Regions from separate parts of the Mus musculus genome. Here all the other regions are linked to region 3. Evidence: chromatin contacts called from public HiChIP or PLAC-seq and promoter capture Hi-C data. All regions are on one chromosome and are shown on one strand. The core of a region is the stretch at or near the end of the contact, and the rest is flanking DNA. Distances in the headings are between cores, read along the strand shown.

Evidence for each region. Promoter capture Hi-C pulls out the DNA fragments that hold promoters and counts their contacts. HiChIP or PLAC-seq counts read pairs in DNA pulled down with a chosen protein or histone mark.
Region 1: a promoter capture Hi-C map of the C10 cell line shows a contact between it and region 3, with 2.6 times the contacts expected there. The contact joins the enhancer-like site here to the promoter of Snhg16 in region 3. A contact is called at or near these places in 2 of 39 promoter capture datasets (the C10 cell line and cranial neural crest), 1 of 484 Hi-C or Micro-C datasets (liver) and 1 of 115 datasets of contacts at active chromatin or transcription factors (embryonic stem cells).
Region 2: a contact with region 3 is called in a promoter capture Hi-C map of pre-B cells. The contact joins the promoter of Galk1 here to the promoter of Snhg16 in region 3. A contact is called at or near these places in 2 of 39 promoter capture datasets (hippocampal neurons and pre-B cells) and 3 of 115 datasets of contacts at active chromatin or transcription factors (T-cell acute lymphoblastic leukemia, embryonic stem cells and memory CD8 T cells).
Region 4: a contact with region 3 is called in an H3K4me3 HiChIP or PLAC-seq map of bone marrow-derived macrophages, with 3 times the contacts expected there. The contact joins the enhancer-like site here to the promoter of Snhg16 in region 3. A contact is called at or near these places in 2 of 39 promoter capture datasets (embryonic stem cells and hippocampal neurons), 1 of 484 Hi-C or Micro-C datasets (liver), 2 of 115 datasets of contacts at active chromatin or transcription factors (bone marrow-derived macrophages and embryonic stem cells) and 1 of 9 other capture datasets (embryonic stem cells).

The regions. Positions count from the first base shown.
Region 1 is chr11:117,343,636-117,347,071 of GRCm38.p6, reverse strand. The region is part of intron 2 of Septin9 (septin 9); the gene reads right to left. Among named protein-coding and RNA genes, the nearest start is that of Gm51932, 9.8 kb to the right of the region's middle. RefSeq lists an enhancer at 1-3,436. Within about 2 kb of position 1,996, at least 83 of the 459 cell types and tissues checked have an H3K27ac peak or open chromatin away from gene starts, as enhancers often do. A contact at or near this core is called in embryonic stem cells and liver, where this site is marked.
Region 2 is chr11:116,011,389-116,014,803 of GRCm38.p6, reverse strand. It overlaps Galk1 (galactokinase 1), which reads left to right and starts at 2,085. Exons shown (of 8, transcript NM_016905.2): 1 at 2,085-2,290. The coding sequence starts at 2,126.
Region 3 is chr11:116,669,996-116,673,160 of GRCm38.p6, reverse strand. Snhg16 (small nucleolar RNA host gene 16) reads right to left here and starts at 1,501. Exons shown (of 5, transcript NR_027821.1): 1 at 1,405-1,501; 2 at 806-997; 3 at 423-497. It overlaps Snord1c (small nucleolar RNA, C/D box 1C), which reads right to left and starts at 656; the gene lies at 579-656.
Region 4 is chr11:117,192,684-117,196,030 of GRCm38.p6, reverse strand. No RefSeq gene overlaps it. Among named protein-coding and RNA genes, the nearest start is that of Gm39478, 72 kb to the left of the region's middle. Within about 2 kb of position 1,425, at least 14 of the 459 cell types and tissues checked have an H3K27ac peak or open chromatin away from gene starts, as enhancers often do. A contact at or near this core is called in bone marrow-derived macrophages, where this site is marked.

The DNA of each region.
Region 1 (3,436 bases), core at 747-3,246, 670 kb before region 3:
CCACCAGCTACTGAGCCTCAAGTAGGGCTGACTCCAGGGCGCTCCTGGCACATGAGAGGCCACACATTAGAACAAGGAGGCCAGACTAGAACTCTCCATTGGAGCCACACCTGGGACAGACATCAGTGTCCGTGTAGTATAAAAACTCCCCTCCAGGAGGCCCCGCGAGGAGACAGGGGGACTCACAAAGGCTCAGAGGTGATTCTCTGCACCAGGTAGGCAGGAGTGGGCAGAGAGGAGCCTAATGAGCCCACTGGGGAAATAAAGGTGAGGAAAAAAATAAAATAAAGTAAGATAGCCATGTGGGAAGCTGGCCCGTGCAGAGCTGGGGGCCAGAGGAGCAGGACTCGCCCTGGAGAGAGAGCGACAGTAATGGCGGCAGATTCCTATGTCCTCAGAGATCAGATCCACAACAAGGTCAGTCAGCAGATACACTGTGCTAAGAAACTGACCAGTGGGTGAAAGGGCAGGCTCAGGCAGGTGCACGGAGGAAGCTTTACAGAGTAAGATTTTAAATGGAGCCACGACAAACCCCCACAGACTCCCCGATACAGGAATGTTACGCCACAAAAAAGTGAGGACTTGAGGCTGGGAGAATGGCTCAGTGGATAAAAACACTTGTTATGGAATTACTGAGGACCCGAGTTCAAATCCCCAGTACTCCTGTAAGAGCCAATGATGACTCTATGTGCCAGAGCTGGAGGCTGTGGAAACAGAGAGGCATTCCAGAAGCTGAACTGACAGACCTTCAGTGAGAGACCCTGTCACACAAAAAAAGGTGATTGACGAAGGTCAGCATATTCCTCTGGTTTCCACCTGCTTGTACATCTGCGCACACACACGTATGGACACACACACACACACACACACACACACACACACCACACAGATGATCTAGATCAGCAGCTTCTGTGGCTGGAGAGATGGACAAATGCAGGAGGGATACAGAGTCAAGGAGCATGGGACATAAGTCTGAGGAGCCCACGTTAGAGGGGTCAAGGCTCTAGCAGCTGACTCCCTGGGCGGCTCGACCCAGGTTGTCAGCACATGGGTGGGCAGAGATGTGGAAGGCTGCTTTCTGGGGAGCTGGGACTTCCCCCATCTTCTTCACCCTGCCTTCACAGTGCCCTGGCCCCTGCTGACTCACCGGAGGACCCTGCGCTCCCCATAAATGTCACAAGAGGCTCCCTGTCCTGTTCCAAAGATGGAAACTGCATATAAATGATCAAATCTTGCAAATTCATGTGCCCGGTTTCAAAAGCCGAACTTTTTAAAAGTGCACATGGCTCATCTAATTTGATAAGTAAGTCAAATCGAATTACACTTCACACTTTGTTTGGGGCAGGAAGTGTCTCCTTGGAGTCTGGTTAAAAGCATGGATGCCAGAAATCTGAGACTCCTCCTGCACCGCCCCCGGACCCCCACTTGGAAACCCAACACAAAGGCTTGGCCTTGGCTTTGGCCTCAGTAGAGAGGGATTTGCAAAGGGAGCGCTTCCCACCTCTCCCAGCTGGAGTGCCTTCCCCAGTCCAAGTTCCAAGAGGGGACTTAACACTGCCCTGATGTGGTTTCCGCAAGCTGCTCTCTGCTGGGAGATGCTTGTGACCTTGCGTCCGATAAGGGCCTGGGACGGACAGAGAAGTTTGAGACTTCATCCCATCCACTCCTCCTTTCCTTCGATGAGGGCAGGGTGGGGAGGTGTGCAGAGGCAGGGGCCCTAGGCATCCCAAAGAAGGGAGTAGGGTCCCTGCTTTGGCTGTTTGCCAAGCTTCCCTCACCCAACCTCCCCTCTATTGTAGGGAGGACTCTCAAGGAGCCCTGTACTTCTGCCAACGTGGTTTCAATTGGCCCCAATCCACAGAGGCAAACTTGGACCAAGTCCAGGGGCGCCCCACCCCCCTCGAGGAGACCCCTTCTGTTCTTCATTTACAGCTAGCAGTTTCTCACTAGGCTGGGCCTATTGAGACATCAACCTTTGCTCAGGGCAGGCTGCAACCTGCAAGCCCTTCTCATTCATTTCCTCAAAAGCCACAGCAGATTTCCAACAGCACACTAAGGCCTCTGCAGAGCCCTCCAAAGTTCTGGGTCAGGGATTTAAATACGGTTCCGGTTCCGGGGTCCACTGACCACCCTGCTTGGGCCCATCCTTGGGGTCATCTATTACATAGCAGCATCGGGGAAGGCAGCCCTGACTCTGCCCACCCCCAGGAATCTCCAACAGCAACAGCTGCACCTGAAGATCCAGCCCTACCCAGGACGCCACTGGCATGTCCTACTGCAGCAGGGGCCATCGAGGCTGCTGGGCCACAGATTCCCTTTGCTCTTGACAAATGTCTATGGAGAAAGAAGGGGGTGGGAGAGAGGCCACTCCATCACCCCACTGTGGACACTGGCCATTTATTACAAGAATTTCCTCTTATCAGGGATGTCCCCTAAGGGGGGGGAGGCGACAGAGCTGCTTCCCAATCCCTTGACCCCTGTCCTATCAGCTGCTGTCAGCTGCTGACATACACCAGAGCTTGGGGTGGGTGAAACATGGTCAAAGGTTCCCCCAACTTATGAAATCATTTGAAATAACAAAAAGTAGACACCCCGCCCTACCCCTCTACCCTCCTACCCCCTGCCGCCAGAAATCCCGTGGACAAAGGCCTGACCCCAGAGATACAGATCTTTTCTGCCTAGGTCAGCTGATACTGCCAAAGGCTTCCGGGTGCCCCATTCACTTTGTTGTGGTGGGGGTGGGGGTCAGGGCATGACATGGGACAGGACGAGACTGAAGGCAGGGTCTTAAGGGCCAGGTAGAGAGAAGCTGGTCCTGGCTGGTGCAAGAGGGCGTGACCACAGGACCTTAAGGAAGAAGAAACCTGTGACTGTATTATGGAGTCCAACAAGGACAGGCAGAAGAACTGAGATGAGCCACTCACTCTTGCAGCTACAGATCCCTGTCCTGGGGAGATCCTGAAACCCAAGAATTCTAGCCATCCACCAGGGAACACGAATCCCTCGGCACCAGTGTATGTTGAAAGATCCTCACACCATGACCTAGTTCTCTAAGGAGAAGCAACCAACCAAGTAGAGCAAATGCCTCAGGGCAGCCTATGACGCACTGTTGAAATGAATGACCAAGCAGTGTCATGTAATGCTGCCTGAACAGAGAGTAAGGATGGGTGGGCAGGCAGACTGACAAATGGACAACGGATGGATGGATAGGTGGATAGACAGATGGGTGGTTGGATGGATGGATGGATGGATGGGTGGATGGACGAATGGGTAGATGGACAGACACGGGTAGATGGACGGATAGATGGATGAATAGATGGATGGATGGGACAGACAGACGGACAGGTGGGTAGATGGATGGTCAGACAGGTGAATGGATGGACAGACAAGTGGGTAGATGGATGAACGGATGGAGAGGTGACAGATAGACAAATGC
Region 2 (3,415 bases), core at 836-3,335, 660 kb after region 3:
TGCCTTGGAGCTGGTCGTGGCTTCTGACTTTCGTTTCAGACAGCCCCAAAGGTCACAAGACTTGCCTTTTGTTTTGAGTTATGCAAAAAAGAAAAAAATTGCTGTATTGAAGTGTATTCAAAAACAGGCTGTCAAAAGAAATTAGTCAACAGGATTTGTTATTGTTTGGATTGTCCGTTTTCCTGACCCAGGGTCTTACCTAGTAGGAGCTAGCCTGGAATTCACTATGTAGCTGAGGGTGACCTTGAACTCCAGATCTTCTGCCTGTCTCCAACTCTTGAGTTCTGGGATTAAATGTATATGCCGCCATACCTGGCTAGGATTCCTTAGTGTTTGCCTCTTAGATGCTGGGAATACGGGGATTTATCAAAGTCCTCCAGCCATCCTGTCCCTTCAGTCCTGTCTCTGTCCCAGTCCCGTTCCCCCTCCCCATCCTTCCTTATCCCACTTGAGACAGGGTCTCACTGTGTAGCCCTATGTAAGGTACCTTGGTCTTGAATTTGCCACAACCCTACTTCTGCCTGCATCTGCCTGCTTCTGCTTCCTGAGTACTGACCTGTGCTATTAGAGCTTGCTTCTTTCTTTCTTTCTTTCTTTCTTTCTTTCTTTCTTTCTTTCTTTCTTTTTTTCTTCCTCTCTTCCTTCTTGTTGATTGTTTTGAATGCCGCCTTCTTCTTCTCCTTCTTCTTCTTCTTCTCCCTCGGCTGTCCTGGAACTCACTCTGTAGACCAGGCTGGCCTCTGAACTCAGACATCTTCCTGCCTCTTCCTCCCAAGTGCTGGGATTAAAAAGCTGTGTGCCACCGTGCCTGGCTCACATACTGCTTTCTTTTCTTATTTTCTTTCTTTTTTTTTTTTTTTAGAAGATCACACCTTCTTTTTTTGTTGTTTTGTTTTTTTTAAAGATTTATTTATTATATGTAAGTACACTGTAGCTGTCTTCAGACACTTCAGAAGAGGAAGTCAGATCTAATTACGGATGGTTGTGAGCCACCATGTGGTTGCTGGGATTTGAACTCAGGACCTTTGGAAAAGCAGTCAGTGCTCTTAACCACTGAGCCATCTCTCCAGCCCCACATACTGCTTTCTTGATTTACATGTCTTTTGTTAACAAAACCTGTTTATTTGTTTTCTAGACAGAATCTTAGCCCAGACTGGTTTCAGACTGCCGCTCCTCCGGCCTGAGTCTCCCATGTGCTGAGATGGACTACTATGCCTGGCTTGGAAATTATTTAATTTTTGAATAAGATAGTACATTTATTTGTGTGTTTCTTTTGAATGCATGTGCTCTCTACCACTGAGCTACACCCCCTACCGTTCTCCACTCTTACTGTCTTACATTTTAGTCCTTCTGTTAGAAGGTTTCACACAAGGTGACCAGGAATAGCTAGGAATCCAGGCAAAGATTTGGGCCAGCATGAAGGCTTTAGATGGTCATGTCTCTGAGACCAAGGCTCTTGTGGAGGAAGCAACTGCTAGGGGCCAACAACATTAGCCATCTTTGCAGTAGCCTTTGCGTCATCGAGGAGTGCCTGAGCTTGCTTCCTGCCGGCCACTGGATGAGATGAACTTCAGTCCTCCATCGCCAGGAGCCAGAGAAGGAGCCTGTAAAAGGCTTCGAACCTTGGCTCTCCTTGTTTATCCCTAGACTGTGTACCACATCATCCTGTTAGAGACATGACCGACCAGGGGCTGACGACTTAGCATAACTTCGCTAGATCCTCTGGGACACTCAGCTGTTCCTGTTGCCAGCTCGTGTTGGTGTTGCCCTGGCTGTGTGAGGGATGATGATGATGGGGATGGGAGCGCATTAAGAGGCTCCAGGTTCAGGGATGGATGGGAAGTTCAGATCTCCATTTGTGTTAACTGCTACTCAAGTGGGAGCCCCAAACTCCTGCTAGGACATCACCGAAGATACAAGTTGCAACCGAGTCTCTTCCTCCAGCTGTCAGCTGCCGCGTTGGCTTGCGCTGGAGAGCTAAGTTTGGACCCCGCTCTGCAGGTGGGATGGGCGGGGCCGTCGTAGCGGGGGCGGGGTCCCGCGAAGGACAGGAATGTAAGTCCGCGCCACGTGGCTCCGCCCCCAGCATCCCGCGGGGCGGTGCGCCCAGCTGCAGACGAGCGTCATGGCTGCTTGGAGACCGCCCCGGGTCGAGGAGCTGCTGGCCGAGGCCCGCCGGGCCTTCATGGAGGAGTTTGGAGCCGAGCCGGAGCTGGCAGTGTCGGCGCCGGGCCGCGTCAACCTCATCGGGGAGCACACGGACTACAACCAGGGCCTGGTGCTGCCCATGGTGAGGGGCCGCATTGGGGACCCTTCCTTGTGTGTGCTGGCCCGGCCTGCGGTAGGGAAGGGCTGGCATAGGGGGCACGGGAGGGCGGGTACCCTCCGGGTGGAAGGCGGAGTGAAGCGGTCTAGCAGACGTGAGAGACCCCGGGACGTGCAGTTGTCCACGTGCGAAGACAGGAAGCCAGAGCTGGGGGGAGGGGGGCTGTGCGGTTTGTCTTCTCGAGCCCGCCTTCTGGGGGCATCGCCCACAACTTGGAAGTATGAACCTCTTAAAAATGTGAGGACCAAGGAAGCAATATAAGAGAGTATTAGGCATGGTGGCGCATTCCTAATAGTCCAGTACTGGGGAAGCTCAGGCATGAGAATTGCCACGAGTTCAAGATCAGCCTGAACTACAAAGTGAGTTCCAGGACAGCTTGGGCTGTAAGATTCTTAAAACAAGGAAAAAGAAAAAAAAGGAGGTTATTTAGCCCTCTGACTTTGATTGGGCCCACAGCACCGACCTAGACCTATGCAAAGGTAGACCTGTGTAAATGTAGCTTCCCCCCCCCCCCCCCCCGGCCCATCCCCTTGAATTTACAGAGAAAACAGTAGATCCACAGAGCACTAATGACTCCCTCAAAGTTACACATTCGGTTCTTGGACTCTCAGCCTGGGTCTCTCAGCGCATAAGTAGTTCCTGAACAAGGGATTACCGCGTGCAGAGCTGGGTCCAGGTGGGAGGAAGTCTGGAGCCCCTCTGGGCCTGTTTTTGCATAAGATCACTATCTGTCCCCTTTGGCCCACAGTTGGACGCTAGCTAGGGCAGAGTCCAGGTTCACATTCCTATCACCACTGGCCCCGCCCCTGAAGACCCACAAGGCTGTGCTCTGAGCCCCCAAGGCTAACGCTTAATTGAAGCGCTTTCTCCCATCTCCTTCAAGCTAAGCCTATTCCCTTCACGGCCCTGTGTGTCCCAGACGACAGAACCTTGGGGTTTGGATCCTGGTTGCTTCAGTCACCCTGGGGCTGTTCTAGAACTTCAAGTGACATGAGTTTTCTATTTGCAATGGGATATTCCACCCACATATACTTTTATTAATCCCAGCATTCTGAAGTAGAGGCAGGTGGGCCTCTTAGTTAGAGGATA
Region 3 (3,165 bases), core at 252-2,751:
TTCTGAGAGATATCCAGGTTTGGAAGCCAGTGATTCTGTGTTACAGAAGACAAGGCTCTGTGCTACTCCCAGGTAGCAGGCCCAAATCTTTACTTAACCCAATTTCTAGGCCAAAAAACAGCTTGGTGGCTAAAGGGGAAACCAAACTCACTCAAGTCAACCAGACACATAGATGCAGTGGCACACGCATATACAAAAGAAACAGAACCCACTCACTGAACGTCAGTTTACTTAGCAGTTGAGTGAGGAACAATTTTGTATTCACCAATGTTAAATGCAGCTTGTGAGAGTGCTGAGTAAGGAGGACCACGCCCTCCTCTGGACAATCAATCCCCAACAACCTCTAACCCCACCCCCACCCCAAACCTAACAACCAACCCTTCCCAGCTACCACAACCCCTGCGACTCTATGAAGCTCTTACCAGGCGCAGGCATCCTGAAGGCCCTTGTGCACCACCACGCCTTTCCATGATGCTTCCTGGAGACAACACCTCCGTCTGAAGGAGTAATAAAGAGATCCCACTTCATTCTAACAGAAGCAACCTTACTGTGGTCATTCTCAAAACAGACCTCAAAACGTCGAGCCTCAGTAAACCATGACTCTTCACAAAAGTGTCATTTCAGACAGGGATAACTTAAATCATCCTCAGCTCAACCAGCAAGAGGCCCCCCAAACCCCCCAGTGCCAACCCAACTCATTTTTGGAAATCCGGTTCTGGCAACCACGTTGAGTTGCAGAACGACACTCTATAGCCCCAAATTACACCGGCACAGACCCTCTTCTGGACTTGTTTGGAACCCTTACCGACACGGGCTGCAGAGGGCTCAACGCGCATTCTTCTGGCTGAACTTGAGAACTATGTCTGAGGCAGATGCCCACCATCTACCTATGCCTTCTGACGGGTGGACCACACCGAGCCCGTTGGCTTTCAGGGATCCAGCCATTACTTCTGAGACGGAACCTGCATCTTGTCTCCCGAGTGCCAAAAGGCAATGCCTTCGGGGAAGGAGAAGTTATGCCGCGTTAGAGCTAACGGCTTTCAGTTTTCAATCCCGTTCATGACAATCTGTAGTTAGCAGGAGTCACTCGTGTTCACTTAAGGCCACCACCCTCAATGGAGACCCCAGGGAAGACAGAGCTGAGCACATGGCTGGCTTTGGGTCACAGAGAGAAGACCGCTCCCCGCCCCAAGAGAAGGGAGATCGAAGACCAAAAAGGGCTTCATCCCGTCCGCATCAAACGTCTCGCAGTCTGGGGAGCATTTCCTTAGACAGCATCTCAGACCTCCTAAGGCCCACAATAGCAAAGGAAAGGGCTGATCGTCGACACGTCACCTCCGGAGAGAGCAAGCGTGTCGACGGTATGTGTAGGAAAAACCTCATCTTCCCTTTTCCACAACTTACCATCACCCAAAGCTTAGGCCTTTCAGGGAGAACACCACAGACCCGCGCGGCCATAACTTCCAAACACGCGGCAGAGGACCTCGGAAAGGACGAGATCGCGCTTGCGCGCAGTCTTCCCGTTTTCCCTCCCCTCCGCAAGTCTCGCCGGAACTCTCGCGATGTCGAGAATGGTTTGATGGGAAATGTAGTTCTAAATCTACCGTTGCCAAGAATGGGTCGTCTCACCTCACATTGAGTGAAGAGAAAGGGGTAAGATGGTGGCAGCCACCAGGGGCAGCAGAGGGTTCGGGGTAAGGAGCTTGGACTGTGAACTTCGGCGGTCCCCCGCTAAGTCTGGGGAGGTGGAGAATGTTCGAGGGTTCAGGGACCGTTGAGGAAACTGAGGCTCGTTAATTGTGCTGCAGATTTTTATCTGGGGTGGAGAAATGTCACTTGGCTTAGTTCCTTAGTGAAGTCCAGGGAGAGTCCCAGGGAATGGGCAGAAGCTTTTAAGATGGGGGCGAGAGCGGGTTCCGGCGGCAGGGGGCACTCGAGAGCTGCAGGGGCGACCGTCAGTAGCAGCAGCAGCAGCCCCAGGTATTCGCCTGCCTGTGGCACTGTTCTCACAGGGAAGATACAATGAAATCGGCGCTGAGGACTAGCCGGTATAAGTTGGAGATAAAAACCATTTTAATAGAGGGGTTTAGTGTGAGGATTAGGAGAAAGAGAAGCGCTCAAGAAGAATGCATACCCAGGGTGGGAACTGGCTCAAGGAGAGTTGCAATTGATTGTGTTAGCCATGTATAATTCTAGTAGCTCGTGAGTTACATCTTAAAAGGTTGCTAGGAGACACCCCCTCCCCACTTTCTTGCTATCTTGGTAAGTGAAATAAGTGTGCTGGCCCCAGAGAAGCGTTGGATGGAACTGTAGGCACAAGTCGCTAGGGGTTGCATGGGGGTGGGGGTGGTGTAATTGGTGAGGGTCGCTGAAAAATTGTAGTTTAATATCTGGGAAGGGCAAAAGGGCCTTCAGCAGTTGGTAATTATGCCAGAATTCTTGTTTCTCTGTTGGCAAGAGACTTGACAGGATTCCTGAATGAGGGACCCTCTTCCTCTATCGTGGGCGTGTTTTCCATGTCTTTCGATCCTGCCTCGTTCGTTTAGAGTATCATTTTGCATGGGGCATCTTGACTTCATTTTTAAATAGGACAAAATGGCAAGGCAGGGCCAGAACTTATACCTATTTACAAGCTAGTTTAAATTTACAAGATCTAGAGCCTTTTATTCACAACCCTCGCCCGGTCCTCCAGTCCTCCTCAAATGGAACTCTGTAGCATTTAGCCTGTATCATCTTTTTAATGTGGAAATCTGTTACTCACTCTTAATGACCATATCCGTGTATATTTCTCTCCTTTAATTTAATTGTGAGTCCTTTTGGGGGGAGGGAACTCTCTTAATATTTTTTTTATTCCCTCATAGTGCTGGGCTTAGTGTTGGGCTGTGTCTTTCTCACAGAATGTCCCAAGGAGATAATCAATAATGTATTCAGCAAGAACACAGGCCCTTGAATTTTCTATCTTACCCTTGAAGACAGACTATTTTGTTGAGTTCTGACAGGAAGGATGCATTTTCTCTCGGCACATTAAGTTCTTTCATGTGAGACTTGCAGGGGGAATTCTCAAGAATTTGCCCAAAGCCGCTTGTGAAACTCGTGGGCACGTGACCTTCGGCAGACAAGATAATAATGGTAGTTAGCACATGACGAATTGGATTCGCTAGGTGG
Region 4 (3,347 bases), core at 176-2,675, 520 kb before region 3:
AATTGCCTCTAAATAAAAGTTTTATTAGTTTTTAAAAACCGTTTTGTGGGTGTGTTTGTCTGTCAGGGTGGGTTTTCAGCACACATACTGGAAACACCTTCTCTTTGAAAGGAGTTGGGTCGGTGCCCTACGTAGGTTGGTAGGTGCCAGAAGGCCTGAAAGGGCCTTTCACCCCCAGGAGTGTGGACACTGGCTGCTCAGAGCCTGACAGTGGCTGGCTCAGTGCTTAGATGAAGGGGGAAGCATGACTCAGGACTGGAGCCAAAGGGTGAGAATGTCCAATGGGCAGGCCCCAGAAGGCCCTCCGACTCTGACATCCCCTTTGGCCTGGACTCCTTTTGTCCTCTGTGGAGGGAATAAAGTTTTCATCAGAGCATAACTCCAAAACTGGCCGCAGAGTACCCGACATGCTTTGCGGTCACCTTGAACCGTCTTCCATCACCAGGACCTAGGTGCCTCCCCTTTACATCTGTGTAGGCTTCCGTTGGAGTGGGAAGTCACTTCTCAGACTAGGTTAGAGCTCTCTGCAGCTCTACCTTGCTGTCTTGGGCTTGGAGCATGAGGCCGCCAGCAAGAGTAGCCTCCCGGATTCCCACCCAGAGGAGGCTACGGCCCAGGGCGCATGGAAGTGCATTAATACAAAGACCATGGTTTGAAGCTGCAGTCACGCAACCCCTCTGTGTCTGGAGTCAGGGACCAAGCCTGTTTCTTCAGGTTCATCTCCAACTTTCTTTCAGTAGTTGGGAGCTGGCCACAGTTGGCATTGATAGAAGACAGATCTACCACCAAGTTCACAGCTCCAGAGCCTCTGTTTTTAGCCAGTTAGATCCAAGCTCTTTACTGACCGGGCTACTCCTTCTGGAGAGGGTTAGTCTGGCACAGCAACTCAGGCCTTCAGCGTCAGCAAGGAAGGGAGTCAGCCACCAACAAGAGATGAACAACCTCTTACCATCTGATAACTTTGATGTATAAAGTACCCCAAACTAGGTACTTTAAAAAGAAAAGAAATTTGGGTTGCAGTAGGCTAACCATTCTGGTGGCTAGAAAAAATCTAAAAGGCGGGGCACCAAGTATTTGGCATGTTTCCCAAATTAGCCTCACTGATTAAGGAGGGGTTACTCCAGGCTGTGAGAACTGAGAAACAGGCATTGCACCAGGCTCTCCCAGCAGCCACCTGCCTTGGGAAAGCCCCAAGTCTGTGACCCTAGTCATGGGTCTTCGCCTCGTCGAAGCCTTCCCAGTCAGTCAGTTTCGGGGTGGGTGGGGGTTGTAGCAGAGCTTCAGCCTCCAGCAGGCCCTCCCCCGTGTTATCATCTGAACCCCACAGCCTTTGTCTGCCTCTGTTCTCCTTTGAGGATCTCCCCATGGCCAGTGCTCAGCTGAGTGGTTCCCCTTAGGGGACCGTCCCATCGTAGGAGGACTAAGCTGACTCCACCGGCCAACTTGACTCAGCACCTTTGATGCTGACTCTGCTCTGATTCCGGCTCAGAGGGTCAGGCGATTGAGGCGTTGCTGAAGTGTGAAATTTACAGTAACAGTGTACACAGACAGTCCAGGAGAACCAGTGGGTGTGTCTCCTGACACTGCCTTCCTGGAAGGCACTCTGGAAAAATAGCAAGAGCTTTAAAATGCTCATGTGTTTTTGTCTCAGTAATTATTTTTTTTTCCAGTTGCTGATTCAAAATTGATCTCTTGAATGTGTCCATGTATTACCTGACATGGGCCCTGGAGACAGATTTTGCTTTGGTAAGAAAGATGGGCAGTGATCAGTTATCTAAGACCAGATGAACAGCATTGCGGGGAGGTTAAGAAAGTGTAGGGACAGGGGGTAGTGGCACACACCTTTGATCCCAGAGGCAGGGGAAGGCAGATATCTGAGTTCAAGGGTAGCCTGGTCTACAGAGTGAGTTCTAGGATAGACAGGGCTACACAGAGAAACCCTGTCTCGAAAAACAACAACAGCACATTCCTTACGTTTGCCCACTTAGAGTATTTCCAGCACTCTTGATCCTGTCTATAGAGCTGAGCTTTTACCTGCTATAATTGTCCCTTGAACTAAAATACCTGTTAGTCCTCACAGATCATACTGGGGAGATCCATGGGCTCGGTTCTGCTTATTTGTAAATCTCTGAATACCTAACTCAAAAAAAAGAAAGAAAGGAAGGAAGGAAGAAAGGAAGGAAGGAAGAAAGGAAGAAAGAAAGAGAGAGAGAGAAAAGAAAGAGAGAGAGAGAAAGAGAGAGAAAGAAAGAAGGGAGGGAGGGAGAGAGAGAGAAAGAGAAAGAAAACGAAAACAAACAAAAAACAAAGCAATGGAAAAAGAATGTGCAGGAAAGTAGGTAGACAGAACTAAACCAGGCCCTAAGGTCTGAGCACACGGAGAGTAGAGATCTCCTGAGAGCCAGGGAGAAGCAGATGAGTGCTGTCAGCCAGTGCAAAGGGCTTGCGGCAGAGGGAACAAGGAGCACAGCTGTCTTTCCTTTTTCTTTTCTTTCCTTTTCCTTTTCTTCTTCCTGTTTTACTTTTTTGAGATAGCATGTCATTTTGTAATCCTGGCTGGCCTAGGACTCACAAATTCCTTCTGTTTCTACCTACCAATTTCTACCTACCTGCCTTTTTTAAAGGCCACACCACAGTCAGCTCCACCTCCCAACCCCGCTAGGTTCCTCCCTATGCAAGGATCTGGAGGCCACTGGGGAGGCTGGAGAACTGGGCCTTCAGCGACCTAAAATTTGTATTACATATATTATAATTATATATTATAATTATATATTATGCATGTATGATAATACCTATAGTATATATTTATATAGTGTGTGTGTGTGTGCACCGCACCCACCGGGTGTGACGTGGGTTCTGAGCCTACACAGTGTTGTCTTCCTGCTTGAATGGCAAGCATCTTAGCCAGAGCCATTCCCTAGCCCCTCCAATGCAGAACTTCCTGCTATGTGAATATCCTCTCTGGCGATGATCCTTTTATTGCTGCTTTGGGTTTTGTTGAGACAGGGTTTTGCTATGTAGCCTAAGACCACCTTCAACTCAAGATCCTCCTGCTTCAGCATCCGAAGTGCTGGGATTACAGGTGTGTACTGCAGTTCCTGTCTTTTGACTTCAGAACCTTTTTTTAACCACAGGGCCCCTGGAAGATCCTATGAGACCTACTGTGAGGGGCTGTACAAAATGGAAGGGGGCCTGCTCTGGTTTCCTCTGGGTTCTCTTGAGTATCTACCACAGGCTGGGTCTGCTCTGAGTTGCCTCCATTTTGCATCTAAAGAATGAGTCCACATCTCATTTACACAAATATCTACCTGCATACCAGGAGGCACAAATTGAATGATAAGTTATGC